Regions from separate parts of the Ovis aries genome. Here region 1 is linked to region 2. Evidence: chromatin contacts called from public Hi-C data. All regions are on one chromosome and are shown on one strand. The core of a region is the stretch at or near the end of the contact, and the rest is flanking DNA. Distances in the headings are between cores, read along the strand shown.

The links. A called contact is a pair of places that touch in the nucleus more often than the background predicts.
Region 1: a Hi-C map of mixed tissues shows a contact between it and region 2, with 3 times the contacts expected there. The contact joins two enhancer-like sites. A contact is called at or near these places in 4 of 16 Hi-C or Micro-C datasets (hypothalamus, mixed tissues, skin fibroblasts and 1 more).

The regions. Positions count from the first base shown.
Region 1 is chr3:57,998,616-58,004,398 of ARS-UI_Ramb_v3.0, forward strand. It overlaps POLR1A (RNA polymerase I subunit A), which reads right to left. Exons shown (of 33, transcript XM_060412103.1): 7 at 3,370-3,456; 8 at 2,664-2,769; 9 at 2,234-2,396; 10 at 292-462. Among named protein-coding and RNA genes, the nearest start is that of POLR1A, 21 kb to the right of the region's middle. Within about 2 kb of position 1,531, at least 8 of the 54 cell types and tissues checked have an H3K27ac peak or open chromatin away from gene starts, as enhancers often do.
Region 2 is chr3:57,789,814-57,795,753 of ARS-UI_Ramb_v3.0, forward strand. It overlaps a transcript of ST3GAL5 not described here. Among named protein-coding and RNA genes, the nearest start is that of ST3GAL5, 21 kb to the left of the region's middle. Within about 2 kb of position 1,943, at least 8 of the 54 cell types and tissues checked have an H3K27ac peak or open chromatin away from gene starts, as enhancers often do.

The DNA.
Region 1 (5,783 bases), core at 281-2,780, 210 kb after region 2:
TTGGTCTGCAATTTTAGTTTCATTCACTTCTTCAGTTAGGGCCATCTTTTATTAATATCTTCTTTTATTCCTCTTTCAGTTATTTTATACAGCTGAAATAAATCTTTCATATTTTACACTAAAAAATAATAAAATAAAAAGTAAACCAAAACTATAGTAGTGCCAATTGGTTAAAATAAAACAATCACTGTCAAGGAAAAAAAAAACAAGTATGGTTACTATTTTCTTCCTTAAGACAAACATGTTTATTATTTAACCCCTTCGGCTAGCAATGGGGATCCAACTGCTCACCTGTCTAATACCGGGGTACTTTTCCATCATTAATTTGTCCATCTCGCTATCAAACACAATATTAACGTGGCTCTGAAGGCGAATCCAAATGTTGTAAAGTCTGTCTGTGAGGGACTGGCCTGGAAGCTGACTCAGAAAGGATCGGTCCATAGTCATCGAAGAATCTTTTTCCTGCCAAGACACAACCAAGGAAAACGGGCGTGATGGAAAGCCCTCAAGAAGGCCAGGCCTGGTTCCGCTTTTCTTTCACTTGAGCTTTGACAAATGATGAACTCTGAAGTTGGCCTTTAAGTCTTTTGAACTTGACAGATTTGTGGCCCAAGTGCTCATAAATCAATCTTGTCTGTGTGCATCGACAACATATGAGGCGGTAAGCTGCCCTAGAGCACCACCAACTGACCGACTGTCTGGCCACCTGGACTGGGCCCCTTGGGCTGGGTATGTACGACACAGGAGAGAGACAAATGGTCCCTCGACCCAATGAGAGAAGAAACCTGTCAGCACTGATGAAGGGGGATCCAGTAAGTGAGCATGTCATGCAACCCTCTGGTGATAAAGTGGGCCTGTCCTCAATCCTGAGGAACAGAAGACTTCTCAGTTATAGAGAAGACAGGTGTGGTTTCTATTTTGGCTGAAGGAGCCTCCCAGGGACCCCTGTATGATGACAGCACCCCTGTCAGACTAACTCACTTCTGAAGGTATCAGCTGACTCAGGGCCACAAACCTACTTGTGAAATGGGTGAGACCAGTCTCACTGGTGTATCCTCAGTGCCTGGAATGGTGTACGCCTAGTCACACCCAGGCATTCATGATTCATGAGAGGGCCACTGTGCAAGTATGGGAAGAAAGAACCCTTGCTATTGATCAGATGGAAAAGAGGGCACTGTGACTTCAGGCAGCAATGACCTTAGGAATCTGAGAGGATGCTGCTCATTTCTGCCGAGATTTAGCTTTTTTCTTGGACAAAGGCTACCCTACTTTCAAGAGACATCAACATAAAATCCTTAGCTCTGGTCACTGGACGTGGCAATCCTATGGCCATCTCTCTGAAACTAGACCAGAACCTGCAGACGGCAGATATCTCTAATATTGAGCACTTTTTTAAAAAGCACATTTACACAGGCAGATCAGAAAACTTAAGCAAAACCAAAGAAATCCAAGCAGAAAGGCTGAGTAACCCACACACGGGTGTCCCTGACAGACTGTGGCGCCACCTGGTGATGGGCCGGTCCTACTCAGGGAAGGGAGCCTGGGAGCCTGTCTGGTCTACTTAAGGCTGAGACAGTCCTTCCTATTTGCATTTAGAAAGCGTCTTAAAGCTGGGAAGGATGTCAGCAATCTCAACAAACTTCCTGAGTGCCTGACTCATCTTTATACGCACTGTAGACCTAGCATACTAAAAGGGATTCAGGAAACGTCTGCTGAAACAGGAAAATGGAATTCAGCTCCACCATTTATTGGGGAGAAAACTGAGCCCCAAATCTGACACTCCCATTCCAGGAAACTCCTCCAAATGCCAACACTGACTTCCTGACCCTGATGCTAGAGATCTTCATGAGCCAAAATCAGACCTAGGTGGCACGGGTCTCTGGTACCAGAGCCCAGTAGGGCCAGGCTCAGAGCCTGAGGACCACAGACTGTTCTTTCTAGAACTGCCAGTGAGAGCAGGTAGCCCAGACCACAATCACGGGTAAAACCTCCCCACAGATCACTCATTTTATTGTGGAGATGGGAACAAGAAACCAAAGCAACTCAATCAAGGTCACTGGGCACAGTCATTGGGGTCATGCTCAGACCCACACTTTCCCCCAGACATTGCCCAGTCCTGCCAAACCCATGGCGCACACACAACCATACAGAATTGCCAACCAGTATCTCCCAGGACCCACAGCATTCAGCACCCACAGCGTAGGAAGCTAGAACTATGATATCAGCTCTTGACCTCTTCTGTGGTGGGTGCTGCCACCTCACTTGGCAGCTCCTGTTCTTGGGCCATCAGTGCCAGAAGTTTTCGGATCAGAACCACGTCCTTCATGACAGCCTGCAAGTTCACCGTCTGCCCGTTGGTGAACATCTGGTCCCCAAGGCGGTTGACAGGGCGATACCTGCAGGAGGACATGTGGAATCAGTGAACACTTCCCTCAGCCTCTTATCCATCCCTACTCACATGCCCCCAGCTCCAAAGGAAACCCACATTCCTCCTGCACTCAGGAAAAATGAAGAGGAAAATAGTCCCACCACCTGCCAGCTGGGAGTGGAACTGCTGCTCTATTTTTCAGCACCTTTGACCCTTCCTTTCTCTCCCAGAGGTCATTATTCAATTATTCCATAAACCTTTTTCAGGTGAAATAAAGCCAATGAAAGGGTATTACCTTGAGGGTGGTACCACCAAGAAATCCAGAAAGAACATACTGGGGTTGAACCTGGACTCCATGCCAACATCTTCCAGTCCCAAAAAAAGGTAATTCAGAAAGAACCCTGTGTTTGAAATAAATCAAAAAGATCATTTAAACCTATACATTAAGAGCATGGAAGGATGACCACAAAAATTTTTACAAAAAGCCCAGAATATAGGACAATACGGAGAATAAGATCACGTGTCTCCATAAAAACTAATGAAGGAATTGCCTGGCGGTCCAGTGGTTAAGACTCTGCACTTCCACTGCAAGGGGTGCACGGTCCATCCCTGGTCAGGGAACCAAAATCCCACATGCCACGTGGTGCAGTGAAAAAAAATAACAATAATGAAAATAAATAAGCAAATAAAATACATTAAAAAAAAATAAGGTGAGTTACACTGCACCTTCAAGACACATGTCAAACTGTATTAAGCAATGCCCACCACAGCTATCATTTAATGATCAGGCTCAGTTACAGTAATCATCAAGTTCATGGTTCAAGGAATAAAGACATTTCCCACACTGTAAATCATCAATGATAATGTACCCTGAAGCCTGCCCCAAATCTATGGCTCAGTTTCAGGAGAGATCTACAAGAATCACAATTTTGAAAACATAAAAAGGCAGGGTAAAGGAGTCCAGGAAGTCAGTGGGCTGTTTCTTTAGCCTGGCACAGCACCTTCATTTTTCCAAAGAGCTATGAGGTGTTCTTGAGCACTGGAGGGTGTCAGGTATCCTCGTTTTCCCATCTGAGCTTCCTCAATTCCTGGAGTGGAAGAGGGCAATTGAGCACAGTAAGTCAATTACAGACACCCTTTCCGTAATGGGATTTAGCAATTCCTTTCCCCACTCCTCCAAGCCTGCAATCTGACCAAAAAATCAATCTCTAGAGACTTCCCTAGCGGTCCAGTGGCTAAGGCCCCACACTCCTAATACAGAGGCCCTGGGTTTGATCCTGGATAGGAAAACGAGATCCCACATGCTGAGGCAGCCAAAGAAACAAATTAAAATAAATAAATATATTTTTTTAAAAAAGTCAATCTCTAGGACAACCTACTCTCTGCTATGGATTTTCCCCCACCTTAATCTAATTTCTAAAGTAATGAAAACCAAACAACTATTGTATGAAACCTAAAAGGTGGAGCCAAAGGGGGGAAAAAATCACCCACAATTATATCATGTTATCACCATGACCACTTTTATATATTCTTTTCTGGTCCTTTGGTTTATTAAGTTTTAGATCATTACAATTTCAGGTGTGGATTTACTCTGTACCACTCTGCTAATTTAGTGTCATCTTGCGAGCATTTCTGCATGTTGCCCTATACCTTGTGTCTCACCATCATTTTTATTTTATTTATTTATCTGGCTGTATCGGGTCACTTAGCGGCGGCACACAGGATCCTCCGTTGCAGTGTGCAGGCTTACTTGCTTTATGGCACATGGGATCTTAGTGCCCCAACCAGGGATTGAACCCACATCCCCTGTACTGCAAGGCAGATTCTTAACCACTGGACCACATGGAAGTCCCTTGCCATCATTTTTTTTTTTTTTTAACCCCCCTCCCACTTCCCTCCCCATAACATCTCTCTGGGTCATCCCCATGCACCAGCCCCAAGCATGCTGCATCCTGCGTCAGACATAGACTGGCGATTCAATTCTTACATCATAGTATACATGTTAGAATGTCATTCTCCCAAATCATCCCACCCTCTCCCTCTCCCTCTGAGTCCAAAAGTCCGTTATACACATCTGTGTCTCTTTCCCTGTCTTGCATACAGGGTCGTCATTGCCATCTTCCCAAATTCCATATATATGTGTTAGTATACTGTATTGGTGTTTTTCTTTCTGGCTTACTTCACTTTTAATTGCAGCATGATATTCCTGAGAGGATGTTTTTGTAAGTGACTTAACCACCTTCTAATAGTTGGACATCTGAGCTGACTCCAATTTTTTTTTATTACTTTAAGTCACACTGTGATAAATAGCTTTAGGCACATGGCTTTTACCAGAAAGGTTCACAGCAGGAGAATTATGGATAAATGAAGATGAACATTTTTATGGGTAAATGTATATTCAGTTTCTTCTTACAGCTATCATGCTGGTGATAAGTAGGTGGATCTTGATTTCTCAGATTAACCAAGATCACTCTGGGATACTCTTTAATCAGCCACTCCCAGAGTAAGTCACATTCAGGAGGTGTGGCCCCAAGCATTTAGATGATTAAGAAAGTGAGTAATGTGACCTCTAGGTTCAAAACTATCAACTTCAGCCTTAGTATAGGGGTGAGCATCCCCTCCCATCAAAACTATCAACCTCTTTTGGAACACATTCATCAAAATCATATACTGCTTGGGAATTTCCTGCCAGTCTAGTGATTAGGACTCAGTGCTCTCACTGCCGAGGGCCTGGCTTTGACCCCTGGTCAGGGAACTAAGATCTCACAAGCCTTGTGGCTCAGCACCCGACCTCTCCCCACAAAATCGCTCAATATATTTTTTTTAATGCACTTATCAGGGTAGAAACTGTGTCTTGTCTGTGTTCCTAACAATTAACAGCATCTGAGGGGTTGCTAAGAGTCAGACAGGACTGAGCAACTTCACTTTCACTTTTCACCTTCATGCTTTGGATAAGGAAATGGCAATCCACTCCAGTGTTCTTGCCTGGAGAATCCCAGGGACAGGGGAGCCTGGCGGGCTGCCATCTCTGGGGTCGCACAGAGTTGGACACGACTGAAGCAACTTAGTAACAGCAAGACCCAGCAGATACTAAGTTTTCACTGGCTTAAATAAACATGTTCAAAATACTATAAGATAATCTATATTAAAAAAACCCACTCTTCTGCTTTTTTCTATATTTGTAAAACCCAGCTTCATTCACCTCTAATTCTCTACTTGGTTTCTTTACCAACTGTAGAAGATACATCATGGAAAGTTTTTAGAGAAATTTGTAACTTAGAAAACAATTAATAAGATGTACCATAATTTATTTAATTAGGCTCTACTAACAGGCATTTAAGCTATTTTCAATTCAAAACTACTTAATACTGTGGGCATGCATAATTCTCAGGATAAGATCATAAAAGCGGAATTG
Region 2 (5,940 bases), core at 693-3,192:
GGTTTAGGACCTTCAATATAGCTTATTCAAAAAACTTTTTTTTAAAACTCTGTTACCACAAAGTTGAAAACTTCAGAAAGAACATGTTGAAATCACACACTGGTTGTTACACTACGACACAGTGATGTCCACCCCTAACACTATGCTCTATATTGCATCTGTCTTTCCTCTTGGAATATGTCTGTTTTATCAGGATTGGGATCATATTACTTATACTAGACATCTTCAGGCTGGGTTCCACTAGAGGTAAGCCCTACAGAAAAGTATTTATGTGTCTATTTCCTCTTTTTATTTAACTTTTAATTTTATATTGGAGTACAGCCGATTAACAATGTTTCGATAGATTCAGGTGAATAGCAAAGGGACTCGGTCACACATACACATGTATTCATTCTCCCTTAAACTCCTCTCCCATTCAGCCTGCCACACAACATTGAGCAGAGCTCTCCATGCTACATAATAGGATTGGGTGTCTATTTTAATTTTCGCAATGGTCTATAACTCAAATCACTCCAGAAGCATGGGAGAGAAGTTAATTCATAATATATTGGGGTTGGCCAAAAAGTTCGTTTGGGCTTTTCTGTAAGATATTATGGGAAATTCCAAATGAACTTTTTGGTCAACCCACTATCATGGTGGCCTTAGAGCATTCAGGCTTAATCCTCTTATAGAGCCCCAGCTGGAGAAGGCAATGGCAACCCACTCCAATACTCTTGCCTGGAAAATCCCATGGATGGAGGAGCCTGGTAGGCTGCAGTCCATGGGGTCACAAAGAGTCGGACACTTACTGAGCGACTTCACTTTCACTTTTCACTTTCATGCATTGGAGAAGGAAATGGCAACCCACTCTAATGTTCTTGCCTGGAGAATCGCAGGGACGGCGGAGCCTGGTGGGCTGCCGTCTATGGGGTCGCATAGAGTCGGACACGACTGAAGCGACTTAGCAGCAGCAGCAGAGCCCCAGCTGGGGAGGGCTGGTCTGTACTGTTGTATAATTTGCTTTGTTCACCTAATGATACTTAAAACAGACATGTAATAAGCATATATCAGGCACAGAGAATATAAAGAAAACTAAGACATAGCCTTTCTCTTGAAACGAAAACTCCAACCAGGGAAGACAAAAATACCTAAATACTCAAAATGCCAAAAAGCGGAGGCAGGGCAGTATGCCTGGGGTGCCCCAGGCAACAGAACACTAGTGCCATCAGATGAAATCAGGGAAGCCTCCTTGAGGAGACAAAGTATAAATGGGTCTTTTAAGGATAGACTGGACCTCAGAGACACAAAGGAGAGAGAGGGCAGGTATTCCGGATGGGAGGACTGGCATGCCAAGATGCCCAGGATGGCTGCTCCGGCCAGGTCACAGGGGATCTGGGGGAAAGTGGGAGAAGATGTAGCAAAGAAGGAATCATTAGACTTCCATGGTGGTCCAGGGGCTAAGACTCTGTGCTCCCAATGCAGGAGGCCCAGGTTCAATCCCTGGTCAAGGAACTAGATCCTAAGTGCTGCAAATAAGAGTTCGCATGCCAACTAAGGATCCTTCGTGCTGCAACTGAGACCTGGCACAGTCAAATAAATGAGTGAACATCAAAAATTTGAGAAAAGAAGGAATGAGGGCCTCCAAATTGGCCCCAGAGGAGGAGTGACCTTAAGTGGTCCTTAAGCAGGAAGGCAGAGAGCTCACACAGGGATGTAAGAGGCCACGGGAGGGATGGTCAAGGGGCTCTGATGACCACTGCAGCCAGGGCTGATGGAGCAGGGGAGACGGAGAGGGACAGAGAGATGGGGGCTGACAAGAGTGGTAAAGGAAGAGGCCACAGAACTTGGTGACTGAGCTGGCAGCGGCTGTTCTTTTAGCACCCAGCCTGCTGAGATCCAGCCTGCATAACAAATTCAGGCTGCTAGTAGAAAAAAAACAAAAAAGCAAAGCATGCAAGAAGGCCCCACCAGCTGTCACTGTTCCACCACGCACTGAGATGATTTCACAGCCGAGGCAGGGGTAACAGAGGGGGATAAGAGGAGGAGGCCAGAAGGGATAAGACAGGACACTGGAGTAAACTGAGGTAACTGCCCGGAGAACTGCCCAGGTCCCTCCCAAGCTCTAACAAAACATCTTACGTAATATCTCCTGGGTGGTGGGCACCCATGTGACAGCAAATTAGACATGCAGAAGATACCACAGCAGAGCACATCTGCGGCACCCTCCTGAATGCCACAAACACAGCAAAATCTAAAAGCCACCTTTTCAGTGGAAGATCTCCCTCTTCATCTAAAGGGAATGCAAGTAGCCAGGCTGCATAAATAATACTTAATAGGAAAAAGTGACAGTCAGTAGAAAGAACAGTTAACAACAGCCACTCTGGGACTCAAGCTCCAACATGGGGACCTTTCCCTAAACTGGAGTATAATGGGCGAGTGAGTGCGCAAATTCTAAAATAACCAAGATCCCACCTCCCAGAAGAAAGAGTATGCGTACAGGTTCTTATGCTTTGAGATTATGAAGAGAGGTCACCAAATAGGACCTCAGCAATATTCCTCAGGGAGCAGTTAGCTGCTAAGTTGGGAAGGGAAGGCGGAGGATTCGGGAGGCAGTTTCTGTAGTAATCTGGTATAGCGGTCCCTTGATATCTACAGGAAATTGGTTCCAGGACCACCACCACTTCTTGGATACCAAAATCCATGGATGCTCAAGTCTTTTATATTAAATGATGCAGTATTCGCATATAATCTATGTATATCTTCCCATATATATTTTAAGTCAGCTCTAGATTACTTATAATACCTAATACAACATAAATGCTATGTTCATAGCTGCTGGCACACAGCAAACTCAAGTTTTGTTTTCTGGAACTTTCAGGAAATGTTCCTTTTTGAGTATTTTTGATCTGCAGTTGGTCAACATGGAGGGCTGACTATGTTCAATAATACTTTTTGTCCTTAGGAACAGAAGAACCAAAATAGTCATATAGAACGACAAATCAGAAAGTGACAATGACCCCAGAAAAGGAACTGGAGGAACAGGGACTGGGAACAACCCAAAGGTTGACAGGCCCTGGCCACTGAGAGCCTGAAGGAGAGGGAAAAACCACATGAGGCAGAGGAAAGCTTTGTCTGAGTCATTTTAAGCTCAGAACAAGTTAAGAGTGTTTGAATTCCTAAAACCGACAACATTTATTCAGGTCTGTGAGAGGCATCACTAAAACATACAATTTCCTTTTATGCCTAAATCACACGTCCCTTTTACTCTCTGCTCCAAAAATGTGGAAAACCAGCTCTTGGGCAGGATCCCAAACAGGCATACTGTCATTCACGTAACCTCATTTTTAATCAGGCAGGGAGTATGTGCCTGCGGGTATAGCAAGAAGCAACACAGATACAGCCTCTTCTTCAAAAAGCTCTCATCTCATTTTTAAAATTAGACAAGTAGACCCATCACCAATGTTAATATTTTCCTCATTTTTCTTGTTAACTTATTCTACATTGGATATGAGGGCAGTGTTAGGAGATATTTTACATTTGGGGGACTTGGGTGTATTGTGTGTTTGGGAGGGAGCTTAGAAAAGCCTCCCCCCACTTCTGGAAGGAATAATGGATAGGACTTGGCGGGGGTTGGCGAAGCAGGTGCCCCTGAGCAGGGACAGTTGGCACTGAAGTGCGTGTCTGAAGGCCCAGCCCTGGAGGGAACAACATACTGAGAGGCTGCAAAAGGAAGCAGACCGTGCCATGGTGGGTTGGAATTTCATCCTGAGATAAAAGAAGCAACTGTGCGAGAGGGATTTAAACTGGAACTGGAGTTTGGAGAGACCTCTCTCGAGGTAGGACTGGAGACGGGAAGTCCTATTGTGAGGCAGGACCAGTGAGGAAGTTGCCATGGAGAGTGAGGATACTATGCCTGGAAAGGCAGGAACTTGGACCAGAGACCACCTCAAGACATCCTCTCAGGAATTTCGATGGGAGCTCTTCTGATGTGGGGTGTGAATGTGCTGAGTGCTACAAAAACAGAGATGCATTTGCCTCATCTACCACCTCCAGGTCAGTTTGCCTGAGTCTGAATCCCTGCTCCATCCCCTACAGTTTCTTGACCTCCCTGAGCCTCAATGTCCTCATTTGTAAAAGGAGGATAATAATGGTACCAAACTCATATGGGTTCTGTGAACATTAAAAGAACATACATACATATATGTCTATATATACATAATATATATGTGCCTGGGGGCATAGCAAGCAGCAACACGTGACCTATACATATACATATATAATGTGTATATAACATGGCCTATACATATACATATTTAATGTCTAAAACAGGTAAGGATATAGTGAGTCAGTACAGCATTTATCTTTATTTCTGTCCTATATTTTATAGTATGTGGGTTTGTTGTAGAGAGTAGTATGTAAGATGTCACCCTCTGCGAACCACAAAACACTCTTAAGATTCTCATGAATCTTGATTCTCTTGGCAGATAATTGAACCCCTCTACTGTTAGCTCTGATTGCCCTCTTTATCACCATAAATACCTTCAGTGTTTATAGGAGACAAAGATACCATGAACCACATGTGGCTGCTGAGTAATTCAAATATGGCCTGTCCAAACTGAGATATGTTCTCATGTAAGATATATACAAGGCTTTGAAGAATTAAGTTTTACCAGAAGAATGTAAAATAGCTCAAAACAACTTTTATATTAATTTAATAATATTTTATACATATTGGTTTGATGAAAATAAATTATTAAAATTAATTCACCTGTCTTAAAAAAATCCTTCTAATCTCTTAGGTTTAATTGCTAAGTTCCTAACTTCTTAATTTAGCTGACTGGGTTATTAACTTTTGCCTATTTCCTTGCAAATATGAGTCATTAAGACCACATATTTCCCTTACCTTATTTAGTTGCAACCCACAAGCTTTAGGTGTACACTTCATTCTACAAATTTTGACATATCTTTTTTCATTGCTATTACTTCTTGATCATTCAAATCTAAATACTTTCAAATTTAAATTTTCAAATATGTTTTTAAATTATAGTTTAAAACTGATACATAATTTCGTTTCATTGCATTCAGAGAATTTGGTCAATATGATACTAATTATTTTAAATATGTTAGAACTTACTTTATGACCTGGTGTATGTTCAATTTTTGTAAAAGTATACTCTTCACTTGCTGGAACCATGTTTTCTATTTAATTGGTTTGATCAAGCTTATTAATTGCTTTGCTTTTTAAATCAATCCCTTATTGGTTTTTTGTTAGCTTGTTCCATCAGTTACTGAAATAGATATGCTAAAATCTCTCATTATGTTGTCACATTTGTCAACTTTTTTTTGTCATTCTTTTTACTTTGTATAGTTTGGAGCTGTATTATTAGGAGCATACAAGTTAAGTTTAGTTCTGGTTTGTTTTATTTTAGTCTTCCTGGGAAACCAAAACTTTGATATTATATATATGGCTTGGGTTACATTTCTACTGGACAGAGCCACTCCAAAGGAAGATTAAACAAGAAAACCAGATACCAAATCCTGGATGACTAAGGACTTGATTGAAGAAAATGACAAGCAAAGCACAGAGAGTATTGGCAGCCCTAGTTGAAAAAAAAAAGTACCACAACTCTGTCTTCCTCTTTTGTTGCTGAAGTCTAGATTGGAAATGAAAACAAGATGTTTGTGAAAAGCAGAAATGAGGTGGAGAACAACACAGAAGAGAATAGAAGCTGAGGGGAGAGAAAGGACTAGAGAAGAAGGAACTCTATATGAATAACAGAAAAACTGCTTCTGCTTTGAACTCAACACATGTAAGCCTTTAATTATGAAAATGACACCTCGTCTTAAAGGCAGACTTCATGTTCAAAACACAACGTCCTAGTCCATCAAAACAGACTTTTCAAATGTGTTATTTGTATCAATTTTTTCCTCTTTAATCATATCACATCACATGAAACAGAA